Linked DNA regions of Hordeum vulgare: region 1 is linked to region 2. Evidence: chromatin contacts called from public Hi-C data. All regions are on one chromosome and are shown on one strand. Each heading gives the region's core, a stretch centred on a gene start, on an enhancer-like site or on the middle of the called end of the contact. The rest is flanking DNA. Distances are from core to core; before and after follow the strand shown.

Region 1 (4,658 bases), core at 1,586-4,085, 360 kb before region 2:
GCACGAGACGGATGCCCTGATTTCTCCTCTCACGCCGTCGCGCCGTCGCCGGCGCCGGCAATCTACGACGGTCCCTCGCGTCATGGTGGCCTTGCACCACATGCACTGCAGCAGCGCCAGCTCAACTCCATCGCCAAATAGAAATAGGGACCCCAATTCCCTGATTCCTTAGTTCTAATTGACATTAAGGTAAGCCGTATAAGTCCTCTAGTGTTTTCTTTTTCCAAAGTTTTTGTTCTTTAATTTCTGTGTTAGAAAACATAAACTTATATGTATAATCTACCAATTTAGATGCTAGCTTAGGTCAATTCAAATATTATTTCCTATAATAACATATAAATTAAGTATGAAACTTTGTACTTACAATCAATGGGTAGTCCAAATAATATATTTCTACTTCCTACTTCCTAGCACACTTTGTCTTCGTATACCAAGTATACCAATTTGACAACTCATTTAACATTTAGTTTACGGTACTTAAAGTTGCAGGAAAGCTAATGGAGAGGTGTGTTTTCAGAAATCAATAATTTTAAAAATGCATGAAATAGTTTATTTGGAGAAGCTTCTTAGAGATACATCTAAAAGGAAGAGGATTGTAGTTACAATCGTAATCAGCATCAGGATGAGGACACAAGCAGTACTTGATGATTTTATGAACCATAGCCTCATCCACTTTGTCAAAAAAGAATTGGTGAACAAAATTCGCAATGAAGTGGTAGTTATATGTTTTCATGCGGTGAAAGGTGTTGCCGTGGGATGAAATGAAAGGTAATGGGCTAAATCTCATTTTCTAATTTTTAGTATCGTCCTTCTTCAATATTTTCATTGTCCCTCGATTTAATAATGTTTCTTTTCTTTTATGTAGGAGATTTGATTCTTACAACAATGTGGCGATGTTCTCTTACGCAACTTTAGAACTAAGATATTTTCATATTGACGTAATTCATTTTGTCTCAAATGGTTAGTTTTCTCTCACTTTTCAATGACTTTTAATATCATGCCTAGAATGAAGTGATTACGCCCATGATTTAGTTTATGTGGAATCTTTTGCCTTGGTGGTTCATGAATATGGTTAATTTTTTTGCCCCCTCTCAACTTTTTTCCTGGGTCCACCCCTGTTTTTGATGAGACAATACCATTGAATGTTCGAACTTGTCAAGTTGTCATTGGTATTTATTTTAGTGTCTGAAGCTAGAACTTGCATTTGCACGAGCGTGTAAATAAATATGATGATAATCTTATCCGTAGACAGACAATGTGATGATGTGGCATCGTATTTTGATTAGCATGCACACATGATGTCACACACATTTCGAACAACGAGCTTGCTTTATACTTTCTCCGTTTGTTTTTAGTCTGTATATAAGGTTTGATCAAAGTCAAGCTTTATAAAGTTTGACTAATTTTATATTAAAAAATATCAACATTCACAATATGAAATCAATATTATCAAATGCACCAAGAGATGTATTTTCATACTATACAATTTTCATATAATAGATATTCATATTTTTGGATATAAATTTGGTCAAACTTTATGTTGTTTGACTTTGACTAAATCTTATACGCTGAGTAAAAAGAAACGGAGGAAGTATATGTCTATTTGACCAGTAAACCTCACATATATCAGAATAAGGGAAGGATGGCGAAAAAAACTGCCACTGCCAAGGCCGAAATTGCGACGTAGCACTAGCAAAATGCTGACGCTAACCACTACAACGTTGGACGAAAACATTTCGTTTCTCGGTCTATATACATTTTATATGAAAAAAAAAGCAAATTTAAAAAAAATTAAATTTTTTTAGAGATATTTTTAAAATAAATTTGACCTTCTATTGTACTTGTGAGAAAAATCCATAAAAAATACACTTTGACGTCTTTTTAAAAAGACAAAATTTCGGTCAAAATAGTGTGAATAGTGACCTGTATTAGCAAATAATTTTTTTCTTTTTTTCCTAGAAGAAAATGTTGGGTTTTTGTGAAATTTATATACTAGTGCAAAATAAAGTTAACTTTAATCCAAAAATAATTCTAAACTTTTGGTTTTTATTTAATTATTAAAAAAATTCCTTATATAGAATGCATATACAACCAGAAACCAAAGTGTATTTCCCCTACAACGCTCAAATTTTGATGGTTTAATTAGGCTGCAGTCTGTGCAGCCCATTTTCATTTTTACTTCTTTAGTATTTCTATAAAGTACATATATTTTAATAATAGTAATAAAAAGAAACTTCAAACATTTACGTGTTAAAGCAAAATGTCCAAGCCTTATAAATATAGAAAATTATTTTTCAAAAAATCATATAAACAAATAAGTATTTCTGTTTTTCTAATTTTTATAATTTCAAGATAATCATAATTATTCAAAATTAACAAAAATGTATGTATTCATAATTTTGATAATTTAAATATGAGCGATGAGGTATATGTTTTCACATTTACTAAAAAATGAATATTTTTGTACTTACTCTAAATGTTTTAAATATAATCAACATGTAAATAAGTGAATATTTTTAAGAAAATACACGATTTTTTATTCTTTTATTTGTACATATAATATTTGTAACACTTATATTCAAAATATACTATGATTATAATTTGCAAAAGAATTACTAACTTATATTTGAAAAATCTAGCATGTGAAAAGTGGGCTGAAGTGCAGCCCACTTAAAAGGAATGAACGTTTTCCTACAAGCTTGTTATCGTTAGAGCAAGTCTATTAGAGACCGTAATATCTAGTATTGTAAAATTATTTTGAGGTATATCACAAAAGTATAGAAGAGTTTTTAGGGAGCACCTATACAGCGCGCATGCATCTCTTAGCGATCCGGCGCCTGCAGCGCCGTTGGCATGGGCTGGCCCATTAGCTTGCTGTCCAGTTTTTTTTATCCTTTTCTGTTGACCCAGTAGGAAAAAAGCCCATATTTCTATTTGTTACGAAAATAAAATTTAAAATTTTAAAAAGTTTAAATATTTAAAGAAAAAGGTTCATCCACTTTAAAAAAGTTCATATCTTTAAAAAAGGTTCATCAATTTTGAAAAAGTTCATCATATTGAAAAAAGGTTCATTGAAATTGAAAAAATGTTCGTCCAATTTGGAAATAGTTGATTAAACCCTTAGAAACTTTATGAAATTTGAAAAAGTTCATAGAAATTCAAAAAAGTTCATGTATTTTTAAAACAAGTTCATTGATTATTTTTTTCATAAACCTTATAAAAGTTTCTCAATTTTTACAAAAAATCATTCATTTTCAAAAATATACCCATTAAATTTCAATAAAGTTTATTGATATTAAAAAAAGTTCATTGAATTTTAATATTTTAGAAAAGGTTCATAGATTTTCAGAAAAAAATGTTTATCAAGCTTAAAAAATATTCGTTGAAATTTTAAAAAAAGTTCATTGAATTTTTTTAAGAAAATCATCAACAGGTGTCTACATGGGCCGGTCAATTTATGAACGCCATAGGCACCAGTTAACAAAAATGCATGTTAACTCACACTGTGATCCCAAATAGGAAATGGGAATGATTTATTTCTCGGTAGAACAGATCGTGTATAAATGATTTCCGGTCAAATATGAAGCCCACATGTGAGTAGTTAAATTTGCAACAAGATCCGTGTAAGCCTCATAAACCTAAAATTCAGATTACAATTGGGTCCTACGGCTCCTCCCTGTGTCGCTTGCACACCGACCACCTAAGGAACTCGCGGTCGCTAGCTTGTCACACGCTGACCACCGCATGGACTTATAGTGGATGTTGGAAGATTAGGCAAGTTCATGATTAATTTCAATAAATAAATCATGACTAAAAGAAAAGGTATCATGCAATACTCTAGCAATCTAGAAGAGCAACCGAACATGCACAACATCACCGCGTAAGAAGCAGTGAACATTAACAAATTATAAGTAACGTATTGCTCGTTAGTTGCAGCAGGAGTGACTGTGTTGATGATGATGTTGGCGACGATCCTTTGTTGATGGCGATGAGGACGATGATGAGTAGCACCGTCCGACTTGGACGATAGATGACCCTTGGTGAAGACATTGAGTAGTCGTGCAAAGCGCTTCCCAAAAACCTAATTCGTCCTCTTACGATGCAGGATCGCAAGGACGAAAGGTTCCGGAGACCTGCTCTCTCGCATGCCGGTGCATGCGGACGCTCGAGATGAGGTAGACTACGACGGCGGCACACATTGTGAGACGAGGCAAAACCCTAGATGTTTTTGGTGTATCTTTGGCCGGCCATGGTAAGCAGTATATATAGGAGGATCAAGGTCGGTACCGTGTCGCGATCACGTCTCAAACGGACTTGGTTTTCAAGTCGTATACTTACCGGACAAGAAATTCTCAACTTGTCTGCCAAGACATAAAAATAAAATGGCAAAAGGAAGCCGTGCCCCCGCAAGGAAACATATCGGAATTCGGCGGACCATTCACGCGCATGTCGCACGTACGCGCCGCCCGACCCGGCCAGGAGAGGCGAGGCGAGGCGAGCGAGCGCGCGCGCGTGTGGTCTTCTCCTTTCCGTTCTCAACACATACATAGAATGGTGGGGAGAACTCACTATATAAAGAGGTCCAACTCTTCCTCAACTAGCGGTATGAGACTAAACTTTAGCACCACCACACCACCACTTGCCATTTTACTCATGGG
Region 2 (4,440 bases), core at 1,868-4,367:
GTTAATGAGAGGCGACATCTCACCGACGGCAAGGTGCTCCTTCCCTCCCTTTCCCTCTCTATTCTCTCTTCTCGCTCTTGCTGGATGTTCTATGTGCTAATAACGTGTTTCAAATCAAAGTGATTGAGTGATCTCATCGATGGTTACATGATACCAATTATATGGTCTAGAGGGACACGACGGTTCGGATAAGATGTCGGTTTTAGACCAGATGCGTCCGTGCGGGAGGCAAACTGCACGGCGGTTGGGCAAGGAAATATTTTTCCTAATTACATTTGTAATTAATCTTAACAGAAGTGTGCAACCTTTTTTACGCCAGCACACTACTTCAACATTAATGAGTGCTAATGATTCTAAAAAAGCGTTAATAAAGTAATTACTCTTAAAAACAATAAAGGATTTCTTGCATATGCTAACTGTAGTCGTTATATAGGTGATTATAGATATTTCTTGCCGTGCTATGGTTTCATCATGCTAAATATTTAGTTTGTCCTTCACCATGCTATGAGCACAATTTAGCTCGCTAGATGGTAAAGGCAACTTATCTTGACGTCCTTCACGAGTACCAACGTCTGGCTTCCTATTGGCGAACGTTTGATCTCCTATATATGCTTCCTAGGCGGACATGCTCGATCACTCACTCACACGATCACAATGAAAGGTGAGTTCTCCATTGGAGATCGCATCGTGTCCAATGAAAACCTCTAGAACTCGATTTCAGAAATGGTATACTATGTTTATCTTTTTTTGATAACATTATCTTTAATCTTTTCTATAAATATATTAATAATAAAAGGGGTCCACATTCATATTTTGTCGTGGGTCCCCAAAATGTCAGGACCGGGCCTGGTAGTACCACGGCTCGCGGTTCACTCCACGGTCTCCGCGCATCGATTCTACGTGGTATGCCCTGCGCTGCCTCCCTTGGCGCGGGAACGCCATCGTCCGTGTCGGTCTTCGTCACGCTGTCGGGTTCTTCCTCGCCTATTTTAAGAATCGCCGCAAGCTACCGTAAGGCCATGAGAGTCGCTCCTCTTCAGCGACGCTGTGGCTCGCCCACCCGAGCCACGACGCGCCTCTTCTTCGGCGCCGTGGTAGCTCGCCCACCCGAGCCGCGCCGTCCGTCCACTCCTTTCGTCATCCGTCCAGCATCGCCATCGTCTACTCCGACCACTTCATCTGCTCCGACCACCGCGGGCGATATCGCCCCCCTCGCTGATTTGCGCTGCAACCGTCTTTGAGTCTCCTTCTCTGCTGGCCCCTCCGACTCCTTGACTTGGCGTACAGCTTGTGCAGGTCCCTCATCTACGCATGCTCGATGCTGACAACACCGATGTGTGCCTTCGTCCCCGGTGTGTTCCCACGCCTGGCCAACCTGGAGCGACGCAATCGTCAACATCGTCTTTGTCCGTCTATGCATGCCCTATGCTCGCAACACCGATGCGTGCCTTTGTTCACTAAGTGTCCCCGAGCTTAACAAACCGGGCGCGACGCGTCGTCAACTACGTCTCCTTCCTGACGCATCACTTCTACGACACTACTCCGCCCATCCCTAACTCGGCGCCTCCTTGCGCCCGCGGCTTCGCGACGACTTCCACGGCACCGGCTATCCCGACTCGATATCGACCACGACGTTGTTCGCACGGCCACCTCGACGCACGGCTCCCTCGACCATGGCTATACCATCCTATGCTCTCGGCTATCTCGACAACAGCACAAAGGGCTACCGCCTTGCTTGAGAAACGTGGTCGGTTTCCGCTCCAACCATAGCTTCCGTGATTTATGGACCGTTACGATTGTGGGGGATGTCCGTTGGCTTACCTTCGAATTCTTCTCGAGTCTCACCATCCGCATCGCTACCGTTATGACTGTGGGGAGGTGTTGAGTATATTGATTATTAGAAAATATGAAATAGACTAGGATTTGTTCTACATTGTCGTGTATTTCAAGTTAATCATTGTACTTCCATATATATGCACACGAGGCTTAAACAATATAACAATTATTACATCAATATCTCTCTCCTTTTTAACAGGAAGGAGCATGAGCAGGAACTTGTCTCAAAGATCAAAATCCTGCAAGAGAGGTGTTGTTGTGACAAGCGATTGCAACAATGGGCTACTTGTAAAAAATTATGATGGCGGCCATGAGGCACGTGCGTGCAGAGAAGAGGGCGGCACCAGCCAGCGATCCACGGGGTGATTTTCGACGTTTTACTTAGTTTATATTATTGTCTCTCTTTGGGATGTCGTTTTTTCACGTCTCCTGCGGTGATGAAGCATGAACCGAAACCATCAAATACACAAGAGTTGAAAAGGGGACTTGAAAAGCTCAGAAAACGAAAATAAAGAAACTTTCTCGCCCGACCGGAAAGAGCACACCGAAAGACGGGCAGTGCGTCGCTGGTTCGCATTGATCCCAGGATGGATGGCAGGTAGAGGGTAGGGAGAATCTTGTTCGGAGCTGGCACTTGGAACGGTCGCAATGAATTGGTGGAGCTGGAGCATGGTCGTCGCCGACCAAACCGGCTGATGCCATTGCCATATCTGGGCTCTCGCTCCCACTACGAATTTACCCATCGACGTACGACGCAGTGGCAGGGCTCCATCACTGCAGGCAGTGTCGTTGTCCCGTTCAATGCTCTCGACCGGGAGCCACCTGTTGATGCGAGCGGCTGCTGGCATATACAGTAGCATAACTGCGTATGAACGGATCAAACAAAAGACAGGGGAAAGAAAGAACGGTGTTCTCTGCCACTGCCAAAGAGGGCCTCAACTTTTGGGTGCGATCTAGCCACCACTGTCCTCTCCGTCCGCTCTAGAAATTTTTGACTCGTCGACTGTTGCAATCTGGGAAGCCTGAACTTACCCGTGTCCACTAGCCAATCAGCCGGATGCGTCAACGCACCGGGATAACAAAACTACAGTACATGAATCATGGTGTAAGCATTGGATGCTAAAATATGGTCAACTTGCGTGAGCGGTGAGCACGAACTCACACTCACTGTCCGAGGCGTCCAAGTCACGAGGAACTCGCGCTCCTTCACTTCACTGTCTGGTCTGCATGTAGGAACAGCGAAGGCTTTGGCATTTCCATTTGTACTCATGGCGCCAACGTTGACGCTAGCCTAACTCGGCATTTTTCTAGTTTTGACTGATCGGACTCCCTGACTGGAATCGAGGAATCCTACGCATTTGGCAACGTGGTGGCGTCTTACTCGTTTGACCAGTGTGGCTCGATCGATTGTTTGTTTAGAAGGGGTTTTATCGTTTATGCCACCAGTTGTGTCCCACTTTAACGGTTTTGGAAATTCCACAAACTTTGGTAATTCACACTTTAGTGATTTTGGAAAGATTTTTTTTATTTCTTGTGGGTTTTTTCTTCAATGTATTACATTTTTTCCTTTTACGGGGTAAAGGGAGTTTCATTTCATGAAACAGAGTTACAGTCGAGAGGCCACAAGTCCTCAATATATGGAGGAACTGAACCCAGCCACACAGACGTGGCACGTTCAGAGCGGCTATATTTAGCCAATCGATCGAAAACTCTATTTTAAGTACGATGAATTTCAGGGGATAAAACTCCCTATCACGAAGAAGAGCCTTGATCTCTAGCACTAGATGACCATAGGACGAGCGGAGAAGTGCATCATTGGTAAGACTGGAGAGGCTTCATAAGAATCCGATTGCAGCACCACTGGAGAGGCGAAGTGTTGAATGGCAAGGGCCATGCCCATCATGATCGCATGCAATTCGGCTTCGAGTGGATCGTTGCAATGAAAGAGATAGCGATAGGCTGCCAACGGCATTTTCTCTTTCTCGTTTCTGATAATCATGCTCGCCGACGTCGTTCCATCATCTTTCAGGAAGGAGTCATTGACAGACAACGCCATCAAACCAGCTGTCGGGGTCGACCATGGAGCAGCAGCAGGAGGCGTAGACCATACAGTTTCCACAGTGGCTCATTTTTCCTTTCAGGATTTCCTCCGTAGAGAATCGCCCAGCGAGAACAATGGACTTGTAGTAGCTATCTAGGTATTACATTTTTCTGGTTGACCTTTTTAGTTTCATTATTATTATTATTATTATTATTATTATTATTATTATTATTATTATTATTATTATTCAATCCGTCCCATGTATTTCAAATATCCAAAAGTTTTTTAAAATCTGGAGGCCTTTTCTATTTCTTGAAATAATATTGAAATGGTCATATCCACAAACAAATGGTGAAAGCGCAAACATTTTTTGAATTCTTGAATATTTTCAGAAATCATGAACATGTTTGGAAATCAGAAACATTTTTGTATTGCGAATACATTTTTGAATGCATGAAAATCTTTTGAAGATGCTATTACAAGTAATTCACATTCACGGGACCTCTTATATGGCCAATGTGCGACAGGGGTCGTGCAAGGCCGACCCATTTGTGGGGCTGGAC

The links. Hi-C and Micro-C count contacts between places; a contact is called where the count stands out from the background.
Region 1: a Hi-C map of seedling shows a contact between it and region 2, with 2.7 times the contacts expected there. The contact joins two enhancer-like sites. A contact is called at or near these places in 2 of 6 Hi-C or Micro-C datasets (leaf and seedling).

The regions. Positions count from the first base shown.
Region 1 is chr7H:580,251,323-580,255,980 of MorexV3_pseudomolecules_assembly, reverse strand. No RefSeq gene overlaps it. Among protein-coding and RNA genes, the nearest start is that of LOC123411766, 48 kb to the left of the region's middle. Within about 2 kb of position 2,835, at least 3 of the 3 cell types and tissues checked have open chromatin away from gene starts, as enhancers often do. A contact at or near this core is called in leaf and seedling, where this site is marked.
Region 2 is chr7H:579,894,843-579,899,282 of MorexV3_pseudomolecules_assembly, reverse strand. No RefSeq gene overlaps it. Among protein-coding and RNA genes, the nearest start is that of LOC123412436, 23 kb to the left of the region's middle. Within about 2 kb of position 3,117, at least 3 of the 3 cell types and tissues checked have open chromatin away from gene starts, as enhancers often do. A contact at or near this core is called in leaf and seedling, where this site is marked.